2 separate regions of the Bombyx mori genome follow, and region 1 is linked to region 2. A link is a contact called in public Hi-C data. All regions are on one chromosome and are shown on one strand. The core of a region is the stretch at or near the end of the contact, and the rest is flanking DNA. Distances in the headings are between cores, read along the strand shown. Region 1 has its middle 19 kb from the start of Crz. Region 2 holds the start of LOC101743912 (T-cell leukemia homeobox protein 1).

The links. Hi-C and Micro-C count contacts between places; a contact is called where the count stands out from the background.
Region 1: a Hi-C map of middle silk gland shows a contact between it and region 2, with 2.2 times the contacts expected there. The contact joins the enhancer-like site here to the promoter of LOC101743912 in region 2. A contact is called at or near these places in 3 of 7 Hi-C or Micro-C datasets (middle silk gland, midgut and whole pupa).

What each region holds. Positions count from the first base shown.
Region 1 is chr26:6,321,905-6,326,826 of ASM3026992v2, forward strand. No RefSeq gene overlaps it. Among protein-coding and RNA genes, the nearest start is that of Crz, 19 kb to the right of the region's middle. Within about 2 kb of position 1,272, at least 8 of the 8 cell types and tissues checked have open chromatin away from gene starts, as enhancers often do.
Region 2 is chr26:6,209,824-6,214,833 of ASM3026992v2, forward strand. LOC101743912 (T-cell leukemia homeobox protein 1) reads left to right here and starts at 2,632. Exons shown (of 3, transcript XM_038020724.2): 1 at 2,632-3,326. The coding sequence starts at 2,774.

The DNA of each region.
Region 1 (4,922 bases), core at 22-2,521, 110 kb after region 2:
TCTCAGGTTTTTTTTTTCCACAGGAGAAAATCGCCGGATCCCCACCCGCGCGGCAGATGGGGTATGTTGAAGTTGAACCTCACTAAAAACTCCTGCCGCTCACAACCGGCGCCCTACCCCGGACCGGGCGGGAACCCAGTCGGGGCTACTGAGACGGCGGGACAGGGTTGACGCGGAGCACATTACCTACATCCATCCCGCCGTCAGAGCTCAGGTTGGGTACCATTTAGGTTGTTTATGTCTATTCGGTCCTGGCCGGTAACCACTTATTGCGTAATTATTGGCGGCAAGGCGAATTGTAAGAACGCTCGGGTAGTTACTACTATCCTGTTTATTTCTATCACGAAGTACCAGCATTCCCGTTTGATGATGGAGCACTCGCTTATACAATACAATTGAGAATACGATCTCATGTTTTTTTTTATTGCTTAGATGATAGGACGAGCACACAGCCCACCTGGTGTTAAGTGGTTACTGGAACTCATAGACATCTACAACGTAAATGCGCCACACGCCTTGTGATATAAGTTCTAAGGTCTCATTATAGTTACAACGGCTGCCCCACCCTTCAAAGCGAAACGCATGTATTAAAGTGGGTGGCATTATCGATATTTTGATGTTGATAGCCTCAAGTAATTATTCCGCATACCAGATTGGCTGCGACCTTGATAGTCCGTCTACGTTATAAAAAAACAAAGACATATTTACAAAAAGTCTATCAAGAATATCAACTGTAGGTATATTTGTAAGCAAATCAAAGCAAATCAGTGCCACATTACAAAATCACGTAGGTATATACTTATTCTGGATTTAAATACGACAGCAAAACGTAGGATTAACTAAAAATTTTTTCGTACAGCACATTTTGATTCGCGTACAAAGTAATAAAAGGAAAAATTGCGATCCATCCTACCATTAATTATGATTAAATTAGGAAGCTTAATAAAAGCTGGCAACACAGTCTATAAATAAAAGCGAAAAGGAAAAACCGTTGGATATTCAAAAATAACCGTGCAAAATCAAAAGTCATTAACGTTCAATAAGTTAAAAAGTTAAGATTCAAAGTTATAAATCATTATTTATTTCATCTCTCTACCAATTTTTCTGAGTCTTTTTTCATCAATTTAACACGAACAAAAAGTGGCTTTCAATTGTTAGGTTTTATGCTTTGGGTATATATTTTTTTTTTATCGTGGGCAACCCGTTTAATAACACTGACCAATCGGACGCGTCTGCCGGTGACGCGCGCCGCCCTCTTCACTAGTGATTGGTTGTTCATTTGGTGCAGATTGTGCGATGGCGGGAAACGGATTTAAGTCTATGGCATCTCATTCTTACGGCCCTAAGAGATGGGGTGGCGTCGATATCGATATTTTTCATCATAAAACTTTTATGAAAATTTTATCGTGATAAATACGGAGGAATGTAATCGAAAGCACTTTTAAGATGTTTATCAAATTAAGCATTTATTTACAAGTACAAATATGTTATCACTTACCTGTTTTTATGAGTGTTTGTTCCATTATCGTAGGCAGTCAGGATCTATTGCTCTGAACAATGTAGTCCAAAGTAAGTTGTATTCCGCAAGGAACTTAAATAGAAGTCAATAAAGCTATAGGAATTCAGGCTTCGACTCCTTGCTGAACGGAAGATATTTAAAGCTCAAATGGGGCTTATCCAGAAATTCAGAATCGTTATGATCCATACTCAATACCATTGACAAACTTATTAAATCATCGATTATAATGTAGCAGTTAAAAACTATTTATATTAAAATAAGCCAGTATTGATAATGAACATAGCTAAAAGCTTATATAAATTCAATTGACTAAAGCGAACTACGATTTTGGTTTTAAAACATCGACATCGTCCCCTCTTTAGAGTTTAATTGAGACGAGGTAGCGATAAGTAGATTGTGGCAGACGCTGCCCGCAGACTCGAGTCATCTTTAAACCAAAAGTCTATTACATTAAGAACAGTTAAATATAACAATAGGTAATGGTAGATTTTTTATATTCCTCTAGCTTATTTGGATGAGATAATGATTAAATAATTTACACTATATACATGCATGTTAGAGAGAGAGTATAATTTGTTGCACACCAAAACATGCCTTACATTGAGTCATGTTGAGACAGTCAATAGGCAGGTCGATTTGTGTAATAGGCAGTCTTAGCGCGATCTTGCTTAGACAACTGTTTTGACAATGCAAAACTCCGAAATAGATATAATAGATACGTTACGGGAATTCTGACTAACAATATTTCTTATAGACCTATCAAAATAATCCCTTAAAATATATTATTAATAAATAATAAGTAATACAATAAATTCTGCTCTCCGCGTCGTCTTCCTCATTGCCGAGGGGTGTGATTCCCCCGATGAGAGATTAATTTCTTTTTGATGATGTTTCTCTATCTGCGTTTTTCCCTAGAACGTCTATCCTCACTCCACATGTATCTGAAGGAAGAAATTTAAACACATATACTGTTAAGAAATACAATAATTTCATAAATAAATACTATATAATAATGCCGGAAGTAGATTTCTATAGAAAAAAGATGTGTGTTCGATGTGTGTTGTGACGAAGTTCCTTATTATAAAAACATTAATTTTAAGTTCTATTCGAGGTATAAAGAAAATAAAACTGGAGGTTTCGCAACAACCCACGGTCATTCGGTAACGTGCTAACTTATTTTGGTACACTTCATTCACGGTTGTTTGCATAAAAGAGTTAGTGTATTGCGCAAACGAACGCTCTGAGATCGTCGTCAATGAATGAAAAAAATATACCTATGTTAATTTTTTGTACATTATTACAAAGTTAAGTCGTACACTGTGTGCATTACTAATAAAAATCTTACGTTACGGACGTTTTTTCCCGGTTAGGGTACCCCTCCGCATCGTCCCATAAGGAACTTCGTTCCAAAAATAAGATATTATGTTTTCTAATAGTGTAGGTACCTAATTTCTTAGAATTGTAAATTTTAGAATTCAAATTAGGATGAAGTTGATTGAAATTACTGGTGGTAGGGCGTCTTATGAGCCGGCACGGGTATGTACCCCCGACCTGCCTATATGTACCATTATTTACCTACCTAATCGTTGATAGCTAAGGGGCTATTCCAACTTCACCCACGGGCTCAACCTGAGGGAATTGCTAACACTAGCTCTAGCAAGAGCAGTGGTTCGCTGAATCTACTACCGGATCGGAATCGTGACCTACTGATTAGATCCGGGGCTCAACCTGAGGGAATTCCTAACACTAGCCCTAGCAAGAACAATACTTCGATAAATCTACTACCGGATCGGAGTCGCGACCCACTGAGAAGATCCAACGAGAAACTCAGTGGGTTGTATCTTTGGACTAGTTAGCACGTCGAACTCTTCGTCGGAGCTTACGTTTCGACGAGGACGGTGACCGGTGCTTGAAGAGTCTAAAAGCACCGAAAGTGGATATGGGGGAATCGACAAGACATGTTTTGGGCGACGGCGACTTTGCTTTGTCCCGTTGTATAATATGTACCGTGAACGAGTAAGACCTCTCGGTTTGATTGGGGAGGCTGTTGTATAGTATAAAACTGAGACTCAGAACTCATGTCTCAAGGTAAGCCGTGGCATTTACGTTCTTAACATCTGGGTCATGTCAAGAACGTAACATGGTTCTTAACATGGGTTTTAAGCAATTAACCAAAAAAAAAAACTGAATCTTAATTTAAAAAAGTAAAATTAATAAAATTTAAATTAAAATAATATATTCAAAAATGTATCGTGGTTGTCACAACTCTATTATCTAACATAATTGAGACGAATTAGAGAAGAGCTGATCAAGACCCACGCTCAGCGCCGTATTTACCAATCGAGTATTTCATCAAGAAACCATAACAATTATTAAATATTAAATTGTTGTTAAAATGAATAAAAACATATTTACTTTTATAAGCACCTACATACTACAGAACCGAATTGTATTTTATTGATTGACTGAAAATGCTGTATCTGAAAGTAATTAGGTAATAAAGAATCAGAAAACAAGTACCGGATTTGTTTGAAACAATTAATTTTATCTTATCTAAACGAATGTATAAATATTCATTAAAAATAAAAACACCATTAAAATAACTTTTACAGTTTAAATTCGCGTTTGTAAATTTTATTAAATCTAATTATTTATATATTTTTATTTTATCATTGATTCGTTAAAAACAAAGTAACTAGGTACCTACATGAATTAAGCACGTTGATGGACGATTTTGAAACTAAAAAAATATATTAAAATTGTGTGATTGGAAAAAAAATCGTATGGCCATATTAGCCAGACAACCGATAGGTATCCGTTAGGGTAAACACGTTCTTGAGTGGAGACCGCGAATTGGCAAACGTAGTTCTGGACGCCCTCAAACTCAGTGGAGTGATGATCTGTGCAGAATGGCAGGCAGGAGCCTCGCCCGGTGAATCTAGCATGACCCGTCAATAGGTAGGGGGAAAAAGTATCTATACTGAGACCTTAGAACTTATATCTCAAGGTGAGTGGCGCATTTACGTCTGATGAGATGTCTATGGGCTCCAGTAACCACACCAGCTCGAGCTGTGAGCTCGTCCACCCATCTAAACAATAAAAAAATAAAAAAAGCTGGATGAGAGAAGTCGAGGATTGTGCTCAGTAGCGAGCAATTCAAAAGGCCTATGTCCAGCAGTGGACTGCTATACGCTGATGATGACGATTGATCGAATGACGATAAATCGAAATATCGATACCCGTCAAACGTACAGTCCCATCTCTAAAATAATCGAGAAGATTAGATTGGATTGCGTGTGATCGCACTAAGCGATCGATTTGTTCCACGATGTGATCACACAATAATCGGCTTTGAATTAATGTGGTCTAGATTGTCTGTTAAAAATAGAGAAGATTCAACGTC
Region 2 (5,010 bases), core at 1,382-3,881:
ACATGGAAGGAGAAAAAAAATAAATAAAAAAAAAATGTAATGGTATAAAATGTATATAGTGATAGTTATGTGTTAGATTTTTTTAAGTTACTAACATAGATTATAAGTAATTATTACTAACAAAATGTTATGGTTTAAGAAAAAAAAAAAAACTGAAATAAAGTATTAATAATAATAAATAATAATTGTAAAGTTAATAAATTTTTTATTAAGCAAATGAGTTTATAGCCTTTTGAGTGTGTGTTTGAAAAAAATATACGAAAGCATTTTATTATAGAAGGCACGTATAGTTATTTTGGCCACCTAATAATTGTGACTATTAATAATTAAGATCGATCTAAAAATTTCAGTTTGCGTTTGTTAGATACAAATTGTGGACAATGGAACATTTTAATTCCTTCAAATGATCTTCTAATACAAACCCCCACGTCTCCAACAATAAATATAGATAATGTGTTAGATATATGTAGTCAATATAATTAAAGATTATCCTATCAATATTATGAATGCGAAATTTTATGGGAATTCGAACTCGAACATCAGAATAGTCCTATCTAATATATAATCTAATAATATAATATATGTATACGTATATAGGTATAATATACCTACTACTAACTAGTGGTCCCGCAGTAGTCGAAATTCGACTTTAATTAATTGAAATTATATTATAAGTTTCAGCTTTATTGTGGTTCTATTGTCAAATACTATTCTAATCTATTGTCTTAATTCGATAATCATAGATTTCGCCAAGACTACCTAGACTATAGACAAATAATATTAAAGATAAACAATATTAAGTAAGCTCATCTCAATTTGACCACCGACTTTAAGCCATAAAAAAAGTTTGCCAATAAACAAAGAGTATATGTAAGTGTATATGTTTTTTTTTATTTTATTTTAATGATTGAAATTTACTGGTGGCCCGAAGGCCTTTCCAGTTTCACCAGGACAGGTGGGCGAGCAAAGGCTCAGCCAGGAGGAGTGGGATTTGCTAACAACTGCTCGAGCGCCTCCGCAGGAGACCTAACAACTCAAGAGCAATTGCTTTGCGAATGAATCTACTACCGGATCGGAATCGCGACCCTCTGAGAAGATCCGGCGAGAAACTCAGCGGGCTGATGCATGGGTTAGGACAAAGTGTATATGTGTGTGTGTGTCAAATACATGGTAGTGTGTGTAATGTTTTTTTTATTGATTTAATGTGTTATTAATACATAATTTAAAAAAAAATAGCATTCTGCACTTCTTCTCTATATTCTCTATAAGTGTGAGAAATGTCATACTCCTCAGTCCGCGCAATTTTCGTAAAAAGGGGTACAAAGTTTTTGCTTCACGTATTAATATATAGATATCGATAGTCACATTGGAACTTGAACGGGCTTCACTAATATTAATAATAACAATAGAGTCGATATAATAATAATAATAATAATAATAATAAGCCTTTATTGCTGTTTTACTAGCTTAATACATTACTTAATAATAAATTAAATTTAAGTGCAACTTATAATCAATATCAATTATTCCGTTCGGCGTTCGGTGTGGTTTTAAAAAACAGCTTGTCTCTCGACAAAGGCCTCCTCTAAAGATTGCCAATATTCTCGATTTTTGGCCATTCGACTCCAATGCGGGCCGGCGACACTCCTTATTTCATCTTCCCAACGTTTTGGCTGTCTTCCTTTTTTTCTACAGCCATCCCGTGGGTACCGATACAGAGTCGATATAGATAAAACTAAATCATAAAAATAATCTATTAAATAAATCCCAAATTCGTTAATAGCAACCCACAATACCGATATTGATCAAGTTTCAATTCGATTAAATCGCAAGCCGAGCATCATTGTGTTATGAACAGGGAAACAATAATCTAACACCCCTTGCCTTTTTCTGTCAGCCTCGATAACGTAAAGTGGCTATCTTCGACAATACATTATCCCGACTTATCTATGCCCATAACACGGAACTTGGGAACTGTTTTATTATAAAGTGCATTGTCTGCTATGGAAGAGCTCGGTCTACCGCCGAACGTAAATAATTTAACTGTCTTAAAAGATTCAAAAATAGTTTCCTAACATTGCCCCCTTAATATGTACACCATTTGTCAGGCCATAACTGGATTTAAATGACGCGTTACAAGAAACCCGAACACGCCCATTGTCAGAAGTATACCTGTCCTGTTCTACCGCGTTCTCGGATCGGATCGCGTTTCGCTCTCTGTCTTTTTCCACGGAGCCATAGCATGCATGTTTACCTTGTTACGAAGGCACTTAAAATATGCCAAGTGGAACGATTTGCGCTGCCAAAATGAGCTCTGTTATCTCAAGATTAAAAGACAAAGTCACTTGTCAGCGCAAAAGTGGGGGGCACAATTGAAGCGAGACACGCAACGAGAGAGATAGAACGAATCGTTACGTTTAAGTTAGTGAGTCCAAACGAGTTTTTATGTTCGGAAATCGTATTAAGCTTTTGTTGGAAACTGTTCCACTCAGCGCGCATAGTTGAGGCGTTTGTGTGGCCGAACTATTGCGTTTGTAATCAGAAAAGTGGGGATAGTGGTGATTGGCCGGTTTTGCCCCATATTGTCCTGAACGATACAGAGCCGTGCGGTCGAGCGTTTAGTGACGCGCTCCTCAGAATAAATCGTTTTTGAATCGTACGACAGTTGCAATCCGATTTTCGGAACTAACATTTTACCGTAAAAGTGAAAATTGTTACACTTAAATTTACGAACAAGGTTATGTGCTAGTGACGTATTGAATATCGAATAAAAATGTCATCGGTGCATTCAGACGATGACCAGGAGGAGATCAACGTGGACTCTGACAGCCGACTCTCGGGGCACTGCGACCGAAGTATCGCTTCGGAAGACAGAGATTCCGAACATAGCTACCACGAGAGGTTCCGTGATTCGCCAAACGACCACATGACAGAGACCCAGCCCAGAGTCAATCTGCCGTTCAGTATATCCCGGCTGCTGGGGAAGCAGTTCGAAGATATAGATAAGCGAAGGAATTCTGGCGAGAGTGATGATAGAAGTGACCAGGACACTGAATCGGAAAGTGCCAAAGACGACGCTAAAGACAGTTCTAGTTTGGCATTAAATTTCTCACACGCACCGGGCCTCTATCATAACTCCGGACTCTTGTTAAGGCCGGGGTTAGGGTTGGGTGGTGGGTATGGATTTTCTAGTAATCCCGGTGTTGTGAGAGTTCCGGCTCATAGAGCGTTGGGTGCACTTGGGGCTTGGGGTGTTGCGTTAGACCCCATGAGACAGGCGGCCGCGGCTGCTTTTGCTCACCAGGTCGTCAAAGATAGATTAAACGGTGAGTACTTTCCCGAGGCTCTTGTAATTTATCTCTATAAAAAGATCAGCATACCGAAATCACTTGACAAATCGTCTTCTCGCATTAAAACTGTATAATCTCAAAACGTACTAATTTTTACAGGAGAGTGTTTTAAAGGTGTAACATGTGATATTTTTAATATTAATCATCTTTGCAACATTTATTTTCTATTTTTTACCTGTTAGATATTATTTTATATTATTTTATCTGTATTTTAAAGTAAGATAAGTTTTATGTATTAATTTTGTTAATAGTAGTCAAAATATAGGTAAAAAAAAAACAATAACTAAACTACGCTCTTTTGACAGTATTTATGAGAAAAATACTGGGGTGCCGAATGATTCCGCATATTAACTCAATTTCGAATATTTTTGGAAACTTTTAATGCGAAAAGACGAAATGTTCGCATGTTTTCGGCATTCTTTTTTTTTATTAATTAGATGGGTGGACGAGCTCACAGCCCACCTGGTGTTAAGTGGTAACTGGAGCCCATAGACATCTACAACGTAAATGCGCCATACACCTTGAGATATAAGTTCTAAGGTCTCAAGTATAATTACAACGGCTGCCCCACCCTTCAAACCGAACGCATTACTGCTTCACGGCAGAAACAGGCAGGGTGGTGGTACCCACCCGCGCGGACTCACAAGAGGTCCTACCACCAGTAAAAAGTTTCCTTAACCGAAGTTAGAATTAGCGATGTCCGTCCGTAATAATTGCACCCTTGCGTGCGATGACACACACAGCGAACTATTTATTTTAACTCGGCGCCCCATTATTTGGCGAGGTGAGATTGCAGGCGCCTTGTCCACTAATTTGTCGCCATTCCGTCGGACATTAGGGACCGATTTTTTATTAACGACTATCATCGGGTTTTTCCTGTTACAACACTACCGTGATAGAGAAGTGAACGGACTTGTTGAACTATTGAGTATCGAGAGGAAATAAATCTTTAGTTATATAAATTTCTTTAATAATAAAAGTACTTGTGAAATATATTTTTTTGCTTCTATAAATTTAGAAGATAATTTCTGGATAAAAAAGATTTTTATTATAATTTTTAAAAAGCTTACATTTCATACACTACGTATTACAGACACTACTAGGTATATCAGTCATGGCAAACGCTTAGAATATAATTTTTAAAGTACATATATCTCGTGATAATGTTTCCAAAAATCACAAAACTATCTTACAATTTGTCTGGAAATAGAGTCAGTGCAATAGTAAGTCTGTGACATATCCGAATGTTAATGCTTAAGCCGAAAGCGATATTAATTTGGCGTCTATAAATCGTGCCATTTTAAATATAAGAAGTCGTCATAAAAAGGGCTACTCGGTCGCCAAATCTGGGCTCATGTTAACAATTAGTGAATTGAAAACTATAGATAGTACCTTGTATACTATATAATTAGATTCAGAATAGACTTCACGTATCAATCGGATTAGACGGCATTTAAGTTGTTGATGTCTTCAGGCTCCGGTAACTACTTAACGTCAGTCGTGCCGCGAGCTCGTTCACCCGGCTGATCAGAAAAAAAATTACACTAAGATTTCAATGTTTTTTTTTTTATCTACCGGATATTCTATCTAACTTCAGGGTTTGCTTTTTAGGTTGATATAATGATTATGTGATTTATATATTCATCCAAATATAACAGTT